2 separate regions of the Mus musculus genome follow, and region 2 is linked to region 1. A link is a contact called in public Hi-C data. All regions are on one chromosome and are shown on one strand. The core of a region is the stretch at or near the end of the contact, and the rest is flanking DNA. Distances in the headings are between cores, read along the strand shown.

Evidence for each region. Hi-C and Micro-C count contacts between places; a contact is called where the count stands out from the background.
Region 2: a Hi-C map of uterus shows a contact between it and region 1. The contact joins the promoter of Rad1 here to the promoter of Nipbl in region 1. A contact is called at or near these places in 2 of 39 promoter capture datasets (hippocampal neurons and pre-B cells), 6 of 484 Hi-C or Micro-C datasets (B cells, CD4 T cells, CD8 T cells and 3 more), 5 of 115 datasets of contacts at active chromatin or transcription factors (astrocytes, craniofacial prominence, differentiating embryonic stem cells and 2 more) and 1 of 9 other capture datasets (adipose tissue).

What each region holds. Positions count from the first base shown.
Region 1 is chr15:8,442,994-8,445,989 of GRCm38.p6, forward strand. It overlaps Nipbl (NIPBL cohesin loading factor), which reads right to left and starts at 1,470. Exons shown (of 47, transcript NM_027707.3): 1 at 1,132-1,470. LOC102634078 reads left to right here. Exons shown (of 3, transcript XM_017316813.1): 2 at 722-971; 3 at 1,070-2,870. The coding sequence ends at 2,298.
Region 2 is chr15:10,484,612-10,487,607 of GRCm38.p6, forward strand. It overlaps Rad1 (RAD1 checkpoint DNA exonuclease), which reads left to right and starts at 1,407. Exons shown (of 6, transcript NM_011232.3): 1 at 1,407-1,653; 2 at 1,842-2,105. The coding sequence starts at 1,908. It overlaps Brix1 (BRX1, biogenesis of ribosomes), which reads right to left and starts at 1,326. Exons shown (of 10, transcript NM_026396.3): 1 at 1,124-1,326. The coding sequence starts at 1,282.

The DNA.
Region 1 (2,996 bases), core at 220-2,719:
AACATCATGGTACAAACAGCCAATGACAATCCTGGGACTCACTAAGATCTGCCCTGACAAGAAAGGATGGCACCTTCTATGTGTGTATATGTATGTGTGTTTTAAACCTCCCAAAGATTCTAAGTGCAACTTAACTTCTATCCTTTGAAAGAAAATAGGTTTCATCCTTATCTCCATGTACGCTCAAAAACACTTAGAATTCTTTGTATTCTTGCACCCGTTTAGGCTAAAAAGTATCCAGAGAGTTTTATGTAGTCATTTAAAATTATCCTTACATAACAGATACAAATACAAAGTGTCGGAGTAAACCTGTCAAGTTCTTTCTACTTGGTCTTTGAATAAAAAGTCCATGTGCAACACACTCTGTCAAACAACATAAAAGCTCCTGGGCGGGGATGTGCAGTGTGCACAACGCTAGGGTTTTCTAGATTAAATATACATGTGGACGGTTTGATCCTTTTACAAAGGAAACCAGTCTTTATTAACTTTCCAAAACGTCCAAACAAGTTTGGCAGAGAATTACCACTGTAGCCGTGTCTGAGTATTTACATTTGTTTCACTAACTGAAACTACTTCCTCCCTTCATGGGGTCACAGGGGGAAGAAGGGGGGTTGTTTGTTTCACTGGGACGTTCCCCACTCCCGGACCGGGAAAGTTGTAAATATGGGGGACGATCGGGGCACATTTGCTGATAGTTGTATTGTTTCCGCCTCCTCACTAGCTACGGCTCCTCTCCCGGGCGAGGCCTGTCACCGACCAGCAGTCGCTCCGCTCAGCCCGGAGCTCTCCTAATCCCCGAGCTCAAGTAGATTCCGCTGGCCCGCGGCCTGCACTCTCCGCCGGGCCTACGCCTCCCCGGCCGCCCGGCAGGGAGCCCGGTTCCCCGTCACCGAAGCCGGCCGGGAGAGGCTACGAACCCCGCCGCCACCGCCGCCGCCGCCGCCACCCAGGGTGGCTGCCGCCGGAGAGGAGCGAGCGAGCGAACTCACTCTCTCGACTCGCCCCGTGGAAGAGACCCGGGGCCGCTGAGGAAACGGCGGGGAGGGGAGCGAGGAGGAGAAACGCTGAGGGACCTGGCGCCGGCGCCACCGCCGCCACCGCCGCCGCCGAAATAAAAGAGCAGGAATTTACCTGGGCGAATCGGCGTCTGAATCCGAAGCGGAGGCCGAGGCCGCGGTGGCAAGAGAGAGAGAGCGAGAGAGCGAGACTATAATCCGGGCCGGGAGGGGGGGTGGCTACGGCTCCTCTTCCGTCTCCTCAGTGCGGGGAACATGTAGAGCCGGGGGGAGAGCAGCCGAGAAGACAAATCGCGGCTTCTTCTTCGTCCTCCTCCTCCTTCTCCCACATAGAAACACTCACACAAACACCCGGCCGGGGGCCCCGAGCTACCGGGGGGGCATCGCCGCGGGCCCGGGAACCAATCCTCCTGGCGGCGGGGGCGTCCCTCCCTGGCGGCTTTGCTGGTGTCGGGTGAGTCGGTACCGACGGAGGGAGGGAGGGACGGGAGGGCGGGCGGGGGGGAAGGAGCCCAGTGTGTGTGTGTGTGTGTGTGTATGTGTGTGTGTGTGTGTGTATGTGTGTGTGTATGTGTGTGTGTGTCTCTCTCTCTCGTTCCGTCTCTCCCTCTCAGAACAAAATGCCGACCGGAAGTGCAGCTGCAGGAATGACTCCCTCCGCCGGCGCCAAACACTAACAACCACCCCCTCTTCCCTACTCCACTTCCGCCGCCGCCACCGCCGCCGCCGCCACTCGGGCTCGCAGCTCTGCCTCAGCGCGCCGGCTCCCGCGGGCTCCGGAGGCGCGGCGGCGGCGGCGACAGCGGCGGAGGCAGCGGGAGCAGCAGCGGCGGTTCTGCTCCGTGCCCTTGTCCTGTGCAACGGACGGCCGTGGATGCTGCCCGTGGGGTCGCTTCTGCAAGACGGCGTCTACGCCGTTGCTCGGGTGACCGGCTTGATTTTTTTTTTTTTTTTTTCCTTTTGGTCCCCCTCGAGGCGACAGCAGCCGGGCGCTGGTCCGCTGTGGTGGCGTGAGGCCGGGATCTCCCTCTTCTCAGGCGCTCCGGGCCTCATAGCCCCCCACCCTCAATCCCGGAGAAGGCGGCCAGCCGAGGCCGCGCTGCTCTCCCTGACTGGCCGGCCCCGGGCCCCGGGGGGAAGCCGAGCTCCCGCTGCCGGCGGGTTGGATGCCGACCTTTCAAACGCTGTTCCCGCAGCCGTGATGGATGGATCGTCCCGGGAGCGGCCGGATCCTATGTCTGTCTGGGTTATTTTCTGCGAAGAACACAGTCCTCGGAGGTGAAGACTCCCAGCCTGGCTGAGTTGGAATCGTGATCGTGGTGGTGGTGGTGCATTAATTTCTGGAAATACGAGAGGGCTGCTGGACTTGCCTCTTTTTTTTTTTTTTTTTTTTTTTTTTTTCCTTTTTGGCGGTGGTTTTGATTGCCTCCCTGGTAGTCGGGATAAGGCCTGTAGGCGACGCTGTGCAAGCAAGGAGCCGGTCGCTCTGGCGCTGCGATCTAGGTGTGGGTGGAGCCCAGGCCATCCTGACGCCGGGCACCGGAGCCCCGGCACCGGCGCACTTCAAAACATCGTTTTCCTCTGTATGTTGAAAACTCAGAGGCTCTGGACAAGGCTGGAGTACAAAATGTGAATACGAATACAGTACCGTACCCGATGGTAGTGTCTTACTGTAAAACCGGAGGGCATTTCATCGCCACACAGTTTTCTGTTTGCTTGCTTGTTTGTTTGTTTGTTTTTGTATAAATTGTAAGGGGGCTAATTCTTCAGGTAAAAAGTGCCAGTAGGTAAGCACATTTTACTCAGGAGGAACCATATTATATTTTTTTAAATAAAATAAGTTGTCAGCGTTAATCGTTTGCTTGTCTATGCACTGATGTATAGGACAGCTCGCCTACAGGTTATTCTTTTGCTTTAGAAGTCACTGGGGGTGAGGTGTTAAAGATTTTGTCATTTCTGCACTCCTGACACTAGATGACT
Region 2 (2,996 bases), core at 157-2,656, 2.0 Mb after region 1:
CCCCCATTTAATGCCGTTGATGAATTTTTTCCACCACCCCCCCCCCCTGTCTTTCTAAATACATAAATTTAAGCCTTTCTTTGAAATTCAGCTAAAAGTTACTATTAGGGTGTTTCCTTACCACCCTAATAGTAGTAATTGTCTCATTAATTCCAATTCATATATCATAGTGTGATTCAGATTAGTTCCCTTCATGTTTCATGTCCAGCTCCTAAGAGGGAGCGCACTAACTTTTATTGAAAACCAGCTAATTTTCCTCAAAAGTCACTTTTATCCTTTCAGACAAAGGTACAAGATTTAACTGTTAATTAAAAGTGGGGTACAATGTCCACATTGCCTCACTCAGTACTTGAGTACTACACTAAGCACAAAGGACTAACAAGTCTGAGGCAAGATTTCCTCCATACAGATACCTTCCTTAAGGAGTTTCCAGGTGACTGAAAGTAACTCCAACAAGAACCTGCTGGCCTTTAGAAGAGACACACAGTTTTCTATGAAGCCTTCTTTCCTTCTAAACTCCAATATTTCTGGAGGAACTCTTGTTCATTATTTCCTAGATGCTAAGGCCAGGGAAGCTCATCTTGGTATAAGTGTGTCGCACTGTTTGACACAGTAAAACTAGTGGTCTAGGACCCTTGAGTTAAAAGATCTAACCAAACAAGTCAGAGTCACAGACTCACAGGACTGTAGCTTTAAAGGCTTGGCAAATAAATAAATAAATACATACATACATACATACATACTTCGGTAATCCTATGTGATACGGACCAAAACAGAAGGAATTTATAGTTACACCAAAAAGACTCTGAGAAAAAAAAAAAAAAAAGACAAAGGAAAACCATTACTCTGGGGAGGCGGGGTGGGGGTCAGTAACTGGAAGACAAGGATCCTGGAACTAAACACCCATTAAATCAACTCCCTGTTAACTGGCTTAGGGTCTACGAACTGCTGTCTCCAGGAAGAAGGCCATCTACACGAAAATTAGACATAAACACTGTCCAGTCCCTCCAGGGAACCCTAAGCATAAGATCCTGTCAAGTTTTGACTGGAGTCACTTCGCTGCTTCGGTGGCCCAAAGGTGGGTCAGAGCGCCGACTCCAACTTCGGGAGTCGGGCCTCTTACCTTGCAAACCGGACCTGGAATACGATCTCTATTTTCCTCCTCCGCCTCTTTGGCCACATCGGCCTGCTTAGCTGGCTGCCCGGCATCTTTCGAGCTCCTTTTTGGCTTCTTCGCTTGAACCTCCAAGCCTCCACGCCGCTTTCTCTTGGTCGCCGCCATCTCGCCTCGCCGCGTCGGTCGCTGCCTGCACTTCCGGTTCTGCCGCTCGCTCTGCCTTCCGATCTCTATGGTAGCCCACGTTAGGCTGTGAGTTAAGTCATCCGGCTCCAAGGCGCTCGCTTCCGGTCTCGAGGTAGACTCTCTAGGCACACGGCGGCTCGGTGGTGACGGTGGCCTAGGTGGTTGCGTATCTGAACGGTGGCGGGAGCTGTTTGCCTGGCTTGCTAGCTTTTTGGACGCTCAGGGTGTTCTTGGGGCTGGGGTGGCAGGGGCTTTGAGGGGTCGGACGTCACCCACAGCCTGGCGCCAGGGGCTCCCTTAGTGGCCGCTGTGCGGCGAGCGGGCCGAAGTCGCGTTCTCCTGCAAGCCAGGTTGGTGGCGCTCAGAGGTGCTAAGCAAGCCCGGTTACCCGCGCCTTTTAGAGCTACCCTGTGAACTGCATTCAGTGTAGAATACCGTAGTTTTGAGACATGAAAATAGAATGATCTCGATTTCGGCTCGGGTTGAGGTCGCCAGTCCTGTCCGCACTGATAGCGAGGTTTGTTGTTCCGTGTCTCAGGTTTTCACACATCTTCCGGAAGAGGAGCATCCTTCTTCTCGGAGCCGACGGTACCGTGGACCATCCATGCCTCTCCTAACCCAGTACAATGAAGAGGAGTACGAACAGTACTGCTTAGTGGCCAGCCTTGACAACGTTAGGAATCTCTCCACTGTCTTGAAAGCCATTCATTTCAGAGAACACGCCACGTGTTTTGCTACCAAAAACGGAATCAAGGTTACAGTGGAGAATGCAAAGTGTGTGCAAGCAAATGCCTTTATTCAGGTATGGGGGAGTGAAGACATTTTTAAAGCATTCCCTAATGAATGAATTTGGAAGGACTTAATTCAACAAAACTCAAGTTAGTGAACAAAATGTCGTTACTTTTTTTTCTTTCCTGCCAACAAATACTTTCCCCATCTTGTCTCACACAGATAACGATTACTAGTGATAGTTTATTAATGACTCTTCTCACCATTTTCCTCTTTTAATCTTTACACATATAGACACTTTCTCGTTTGACATAGTGGCACCAGATTTAATTTTCAGTAGTCTTACAACTGATTGAATTAGGGCGAGAACCCTATTTACTCTTTACAGTATTATTGTCATGCACGTTTTAGTTTTTCCTCTTATTGGCTGTAATTTTTCCTCGGAGCATTTTCCCCCGGAGATAGAGTCTAACATGTAACCCTGGTTACCTGGAACTTGGTTTATAGACCAGACTGGCTTCAAGTTCTTGGAGATCCGCCTGCTTCTGCCTTGCCTCTGCCTCCCAAGTGCTGGGATTAAAGGCATGTACCACCACTGCCTGACACTGAATTATCCTATCCTTAAGTGACTTTAGCTTTAAGGGATAGGCACAAGACAGAGTTAGGGCAAGTTCACATAGGTGTTAAATTTAGATACAGAAATGAAGATGAAGAGCCCTTACTAGGGGGTGGTAACTTTGTGGTGTTTGGCTTTTTAATATTTTTAGAAAGGTTTATTTTATGTATGTGAGTACATTGTCTTCAGACAGACCAGAAGAGGGCATCAGAACCCATTACACATAGTGGTGAGCCATGTGGTTGCTGGGAATTGACCTCTACCTCTGGAAGAGCAGTCAGTGCTCTTAACCTCTGAGCCAACCTCCAGCTCCTGGCTTCTTAATTTCGTGTGTATGAGTGTTTTGCC